Linked DNA regions of Zea mays: region 2 is linked to region 1. The links are chromatin contacts, called in public Hi-C maps. All regions are on one chromosome and are shown on one strand. Each heading gives the region's core, a stretch centred on a gene start, on an enhancer-like site or on the middle of the called end of the contact. The rest is flanking DNA. Distances are from core to core; before and after follow the strand shown. Region 1 has its middle 10 kb from the start of LOC103629193. Region 2 holds the start of LOC103629196 (AP2-like ethylene-responsive transcription factor TOE3).

Region 1 (3,859 bases), core at 730-3,229:
TGGTTCACGTTTTATGCCGAAATCCGCCCGAGACAGCGCCTGTGGCGATTTTCATGCCGTAATTCGAGACCCATTTGTCGTTACGAAACAGATCGATGATTTACGATAAAATTTGTACTCATTTACGCTGTTTTGGTTCACGTTTTACGCTAGAATCCACCCGATCCAGAACCCGCGCACGATCGGGTGCACACGATTTTTACGCCGTAATTTTAGGCTCCGTTTGCTGTTACAAAACAGATTTTGGAATTACGCTAAATTTCGTACTCATTTACGCTGTTTTAGATCACGTTTTATGCTGGAATCCGCCCGAGCCAGAACCCGCGCACGATCGGCTGCATGCGATTTTTACGCCGTAATTTTAGGCCTCGTTTGCTGTTACAAAACAGATATAAGATTTACGCTAAATTTCGTACTCATTTACGCTGTTTTAGGTCACGTTTTACGCTGCAATCCGCTCGAGCCAGAACCAGAACCAGAACCAGATCGAGCGCGCGTAGATATACCTGACTGGGGCTTCCCATACTAATGGAAGCCCAGGGCTCCAATTACCATCACCCTATACATACATATATATATATATATTAGGATTGCCGACTTCAAGTGTTTACTTATCATTCGGGTCTGAATTTTAAAAAATCAAAAATAAATCTTGTCAAAGTATGGAAAAGAAGGAACCTGGCGTTCAGCACGAGTAGCATCCATATCAGGCAAAGGAAAAAAAACGATGATCGAGGAAGAGAGTGAGAAAAAAAGTAAATTGAAAGTAACCTTATTTTGATGAAGACTTGAAAGTAATCGTGTTTTGATGAACACAACAAAACTGTTGAATATGTTCTAGTTATCATACTGATGGGAAATAATAAAAAACTCCCCAAGATTTTGTGATATCCATTAGATTAGAATTAAAGAGCAAAATTAATGAAGATGTTCTAGCTACCCATGAGCAGATCTGTAGCATTATTCATTCTTGACATGTTCGATAGCAGCCCAAAAAAATACCCCACAAAATCACAATTTTAACTAATAAGCGAGATTATTCTATGCAATCAACCAACAAAAATTGTTGTGGTGCCTTTGAAAAGAGTTAATGCATAGTTAAATTTATTATTTCACAAAGGCGCATACTCATTGCATTTTCTTTTGCAAATCACATAAACAGGTTAATCATATCATGGGTATCGGGAGACAAATCACATAAACAAAGCAGCGACGTATGAATTGGGCGGCATCGGGCAGGGCCTGTGGTGGCGCGAGAATAGGTCTTTGGTGGGGTGGGGGTGCATCTGGGGTGGGGTCGGTGGCGATGCGAGGAGGAGCATGAGGGGCCTGGTGGTGGCGAGAGGAGGAGCGTGAGGGGCCCAGTGACGACGCCTATCGCGGTTGGGAGTGGCTGCGTGGAGAGGGGAACGCGAGGCGGGGGCGCTCGGGCGGGGATAGGGGGGGGCACCAGGGTGTGCACGCTGACATTATTGTCTTAATAGAGTAGTATATATATTTGAGATACGATAGGAGTAGCACACGTGAAGTATAGATATTTGAGATACGATGGGAGTAGCACACATGTGAAACCAGCTGCACTAGACGGGAGCAAAAGTCAGGACGGGCCTAGAATCTAATGACAATGGGGAAGTTTTCGTTGTAAAAGTAGACGAACGAAATAATGGTCCTACCAATGGGTTTTTCTTGCCTAGATAGAGAAAATCTCTTCCTAGCTAGAAGGTCAGCGGAACAGGACAAGTCATCAGACCCGTGCTCGGCTGGGCTTGCTTTGCTTCAAACGGAAACCTGTTTCAACTTTGAAAGGCAGGCATCCATGGTTATTTAGAACGGAGGGATGGGAACGGACAGATGGAGGATGTGGTGCGCCGAGCCGCCGCCGACGACTTGACGGTGCAACAAGAGCTAGCGAGAGGAACCTAGCACCACACAGACGCAGCAGTGCCGTCCACACACACGGCAGCGTTTGACGGCGACGGGATGCGACGAGAGGGAAATCATTAAAAAGAACCAAGTACAGTGGGCCCCGGCCCCGCAGTGGCGTCGCTGTCCGGCGGAGAGGCACAAAAGTAGGCTACCGGTGGTGCCGACGGAGCTTTCCGGACTCGGAAGGTCCGTGGTCTATGACTCTATGTATACGAGGACGGACGGACCGACGGAGGATCCGGGCAACCGGCGGCAGGCAAATTCGACCTGGAAATCAAGTGCCACGCGTCCTAAATTTTTTTATATTTTCGATTACGGATAAAAAGTACTGAGAAAACAAATGATTCTAATATATATATATATATATATATATATATATATATATATATATATATATAAACTTCTCAAGATTAGATTAGAATCCACACAAAGTTTAGTTATAGAAACCTATGTTTCCTTTTAACTTAAACTAGTCGGTTGTCCGTGCGCTGCGACGGCTTACAACAATAACCACGTAAACTATCCACTAAAAAAATCTCAAAATTTTTTATTGATTGCCTCCGCTCTTCGTATAATATTTTTTTGATTTGACTAACTGATGTTATTGTTTACTCCATCCAATCTGTCTCGGTACAATACGGCCAATAAAGTGAGCGATTAGAAGAGAGTTCACAACGACTGACTGAACGAACAGAGATTATAGAATAACATAATCCACCATACAGAGACCAAATAAGAGAATGTTTGTGAGCTCAAGTTTCTAAAATAAGTCACATGAACTCAAACTTACAAAAAAGATAGATCAAAATATGGAGTGGTTGCTAAAGTCAGGCATCAATAAAAACTGGATGCGCTCCATATAAATTATGCTACTTCATATCAATTACTAATGTTTAAAACCAACAAATAACCTTTCATTTTACTGTTAGTGTGAAAAACCATTGTTGCTCCATCCAATTCAGTAACCTCAAACACCATAAAATTCATTGCGTCAATGTGGTCTCAGAAACGATCTAATGCTTGCAAGAGCCAAGAACGTCGTGTCGTGCTTGGGTTGTAGCCTCGGTCCGTAGTGCTGGCCTAGCCCGGCACTATTTTTTTTATTTTACAAAAAACGTATATACATATATATATATACATTCAATATTTAAAACATTTGAGAATGATGTTCTACTGGTTAGACAGCTTTACCTAGTGTCTCTCGTCCTTCTTCCATCACGGCATGAGTTCGAACTCCACCTCCTGCACTGTTTTATAACATTTTACGCTGATTTAACCAAATGGGCTAACGGACCGACCCGACACAGTCAGCAGACCGACATGACGTGCCTGGGCATAGCTGTGGCCCGCGGGCTTCTGGTGCGTACCGAGCCGCCGTTTGTTCATCTATATCCTTCTTCCATCACGACATGAGTTTGAACTCCACCTCCTGCACCGTTTTATAACATTTTACGCTGATTTAACCAAATGGGCTAACGGACCGACCCGACACAGTCAGTAGACCGGCATGACGTGCCTGGGCATAGCTGTGGCCCGCGGGCGTCTGGCCTGTACCGAGCCGCCGTTTGTTCATCTATATGTGGAGGTGTGTTCTGGGACGTGGAGATTGGTTGCGCGAACCAGACCCAAACAGACGTACAACGAGTTAATTTGAAATAGCTGTGAGGGGTTATTTGTAAAAAGATGACGCGAGACGATCGTTGAAACTGACGCTTTAAGTATAGTAGAGATTGATAGATTTCACATAATATTTTTTTTTACCTTTTTGGAACCTTCTTTATACTTTTCTACTACGAGCATAATCTACTTTTAGATGCTCTTGAATACTTTCATGAGCTTCAAGCACTTCTTATTATGAGCATAATGTGTTTATTAATTTGATAGATTTTTTGGTCGACGTGATGTTTGCTTAATTGTTTGCTGTCTATGCATT
Region 2 (3,622 bases), core at 346-2,845, 200 kb after region 1:
TGTGTCAGTGCTTTGCTTATTTGAGCTGGGGTACCACAATTTTGTACCTCTATTGATTCATTGATCAAGTAGTCATGTCCGAGAAAGATGCAATCCTAAACGACCTTTATGCTCTAGAACTCTATTGAATACTCACTCTATTAGATTGAAAAGCCGGTGACCTGCATCGGTTGAGTTCTTACATCGAAAAACAAAAGGACTTGTGAGATTTGTTGTTTCTTGAAGGGTGCTAATAGTGTAGATGCTTTTTGTTCATCAACCTCCACCAAAAGGAAGGGGCATGTGTTGAGCACCAAATTAGCTACCGGACAGTCCGGCCCTATAGTCCTTACGGTCTAGAGTGCGCGGTGACGGCACAAACGGTCTGCATGTGAATAGAATAAGTTAGCCCTAGTTTAGCCTTCCTCTACCTCAATTCTTCGCCTCTCTTCAGCTCTATGTTGACTAGAAACGCCTTGGGTGACCTGTCGACCATAAGAAAACCCTTGGATCTCTCCTCCCGACGCGGTCCCTCACGGGAGGCGAGATTCAGGTTCTTCGTGATAAAATCGGTTCGGGTACAGATATTTTTTGCCGCCCGTGGGTTACCCGTGGATATTCGTAAAAACTAAAAAACTAGTGAACATGTATCATGAAGACTTAAAGTGTTTCCATATTATATTCTGTATGCCTGTGTTGACGCATAATTCATGAAGACTTGTTTGAAGTGTTCCATGTACGCATAAGTTTTCTGGAATTTTTGCTGGTTATGATTGTATTTTCTGGAATTTTCTATATTATATATATATATATATACCCGATATCCGACGGGTACGGACACGAGTATAATTTTTTTATCCGCGAGTACAGTTGCGGGTGGGTATGGCTAATATCCGCGGGTACGGTCGTGGACGGGTATTTATTATACTCGACCTGTGACATCCCTAATAGTGTTTGGTGCCCTATCGACGTCCGCACAACCTAAAAATCTTGTCACGACACACAGAAAAAATAAGTCTTTCTACTCTATTACATCTATGAGGGTAGAAAATGTTTTTCTTATACATGGTACACATGCACGCTAACATAATAACATGCATTATTTGCAATGCTCATCGCTTGCAAGACTCATTTCTCAAACAAAGAGAAATTGTTCCTTCACGGTCCTCAAACAGCCTAGTCTATGGTAGGCAGGCAGGAGAAGCCGAGGAGGAAGCACCTGCCAAAACGGAGAGAGGAGATATTTTCGACCAGCGCGACATGCATGGCATGGCAAACTATATATCGTCATCATCATTATTATCATCTGACCCTCTTTTTTTTTCACTCTCACTCCCATGTTTTTATTCCCGGGCGGGGCCGTGTGGGTGTGGGTTGGGATGGCCGGATTGGGGTCCCGGGGTGGAGAAATGACAAATCCAGGCCCGCAGGCGGCCACCCACCAAATCGGACGACGCAGGGTGCCCAAATCAGGAAGGATTTTAAGGTTAACCGGCCACCGGCGGTGACCGACGCCCCACCCCACTCTCCTTCTCCTATTCTATCTATATATCACCCGCCTCTTTTTTCTCCCTCACTCCGCCACACCTTCCCTCTTCTTCCTCAGCTCCGTCGCCCACCGCCGGAGCTCCGAAAGGCCCCGCGCCCGCCGCCTTTCCTGTAAAAAACCCAACCTTTAGCTAGCTAACCGCTCCTCTTCTCCCCCTACTCCCCTTGCCCAAATCAGAGAAGATATTTAACGGAGGAGGGGAAGGAGAGGATATTTAGCTGATTGTTGATTGGTGGTCCGGGGTACGGTGTTCTTGAGTCGTGAAGCGACCGTACAGTGGCTAGGGCCGTCTCCGGGTTGCGTGCAGGATGGTCGTCAGAGATCGGGAGTGAGGAGGCAGCTCGTGGTCGTGGAGGCTAAATGTACCGCAAGAACGACTCGGCACTCTCCTGTTTCTACCTCTTCCTCCTCTGGTTCTTCTTCTTGAAATAGACCAGCGCCAGCCACCAGGTAGCTACCTACTAGCTAGCAGCCCAGTTGCGACTGGGGACGGGCTGCTGCTTGCAAGTTGGAATCTTGGAGCAGGAGCAGAGGAGCGGGAGATGGAGCTGGATCTGAACGTGGCCGAGGTGGCGCCGGAGAAGCCATCGGCGGCGCTGGAGGCGAGCGACTCGGGGTCCTCGGGCTCGTCGGTGCTGAACGCGGAGGCGGCATCGGCGGGCGGCGGGGGGCCCGCGCCGGGGGAGGAGGGGTCAAGCTCGACGCCGGCCGTGCTCGAGTTCAGCATCCTCAGGAGCGACAGCGACGCGGCCGGCGCGGACGCCGACGACGGCGACGCCACGCCGTCGCCACCTCGCCACCACCAGCAGCAGCTCGTCACCCGGGAGCTCTTCCCGGCGCCGCAGCATTGGGCCGAGCTCGGCTTCTTCCGCGCCGGCCCGCAGCAGCAGCCGGACATCAGGGTCCTGCCGCACCCGCACCCGTACCCGCCCCCGCCGCCGCCCGCGCAGCCGCAGCAGGCCAAGAAGAGCCGCCGCGGCCCGCGCTCCCGCAGCTCGCAGTACCGCGGCGTCACCTTCTACCGCCGCACCGGCCGCTGGGAGTCCCACATCTGGTCAGTAGCACTGCAAGCTCACCATGCGCCCTTTCACCTACCGACCAATAATCGCTTGTGATTCTGACACCCAAATGTTTCGTCTTCCTGTGCTGTCCTGTTCCTCGGAAATGGCAGGGATTGCGGGAAGCAGGTGTACTTAGGTGAGCAGCAATAAGCAGATCGATCTGCAGCATAAATTTCCCGTTATTAACTAGTTCGTGATCTCGATCGAATGGCCTAATTAACCGATTCGGTGATCTGGCCGATGGCCAATCTACGCAGGTGGATTCGACACTGCTCATGCCGCTGCAAGGTAACGATCAATCCATCCATCCACCCTTGTCTAGCTACCCCACCGACCGGCCGGATTAATGGACCGCTAGCTCTCGGGACGGGCTTGCTGCAGGGCGTACGACCGAGCGGCGATCAAGTTCCGCGGCGTCGACGCCGACATAAACTTCAACCTCAGCGACTACGACGACGATATGAAGCAGGTACATACACGAGTGTTCTTGCAGCTAGCACCGACTGAAACATCTGCTGAACGTACACGCATGGCCCTGTGCACCAGATGAAGAGCCTGTCCAAGGAGGAGTTCGTTCACGCCCTGCGGCGGCAGAGCACCGGCTTCTCCCGCGGCAGCTCCAAGTACAGGGGCGTCACCCTGCACAAGTGCGGCCGCTGGGAGGCGCGCATGGGGCAGTTCCTCGGCAAGAAGTAAGAAACAACACTTCGTTTGCAGGCGCTGTACTTTGCTGCAGATTATTTCATTTCATCCTTGCATGTGCCTTTCCTTTCCATCCACTCACTTGATGGCTGTAGTCTCGATAGAGTTCGTTCGTTCGTACTTCGCACCAGATGAACTCCCACGCACATGATTTAGTACTAGTTTTACCATGCATTGTTCAGTAAAAGTATATGCTTGCTTGATCAGTGGTTGTTTCAATCAGAAGATTAAAAAAACGGAATATTAATATAAAAAAAAGGGGAAGTGGCTAGGGAATTCCTCAGTCCTAGCTAGCTAGCTCACCGGTGGGAACGCCATGCTTGGCTTGGGT

What was found. Hi-C and Micro-C count contacts between places; a contact is called where the count stands out from the background.
Region 2: a contact with region 1 is called in a Hi-C map of leaf, with 2.0 times the contacts expected there. The contact joins the promoter of LOC103629196 here to the enhancer-like site in region 1. A contact is called at or near these places in 4 of 25 Hi-C or Micro-C datasets (bundle sheath, ear and leaf).

Annotation. Positions count from the first base shown.
Region 1 is chr6:36,615,577-36,619,435 of Zm-B73-REFERENCE-NAM-5.0, forward strand. No RefSeq gene overlaps it. Among protein-coding and RNA genes, the nearest start is that of LOC103629193, 10 kb to the left of the region's middle. Within about 2 kb of position 1,980, at least 17 of the 20 cell types and tissues checked have an H3K27ac peak or open chromatin away from gene starts, as enhancers often do. A contact at or near this core is called in bundle sheath, ear and leaf, where this site is marked.
Region 2 is chr6:36,818,072-36,821,693 of Zm-B73-REFERENCE-NAM-5.0, forward strand. LOC103629196 (AP2-like ethylene-responsive transcription factor TOE3) reads left to right here and starts at 1,596. Exons shown (of 10, transcript NM_001328266.1): 1 at 1,596-2,582; 2 at 2,700-2,725; 3 at 2,847-2,877; 4 at 2,971-3,058; 5 at 3,136-3,281. The coding sequence starts at 2,071.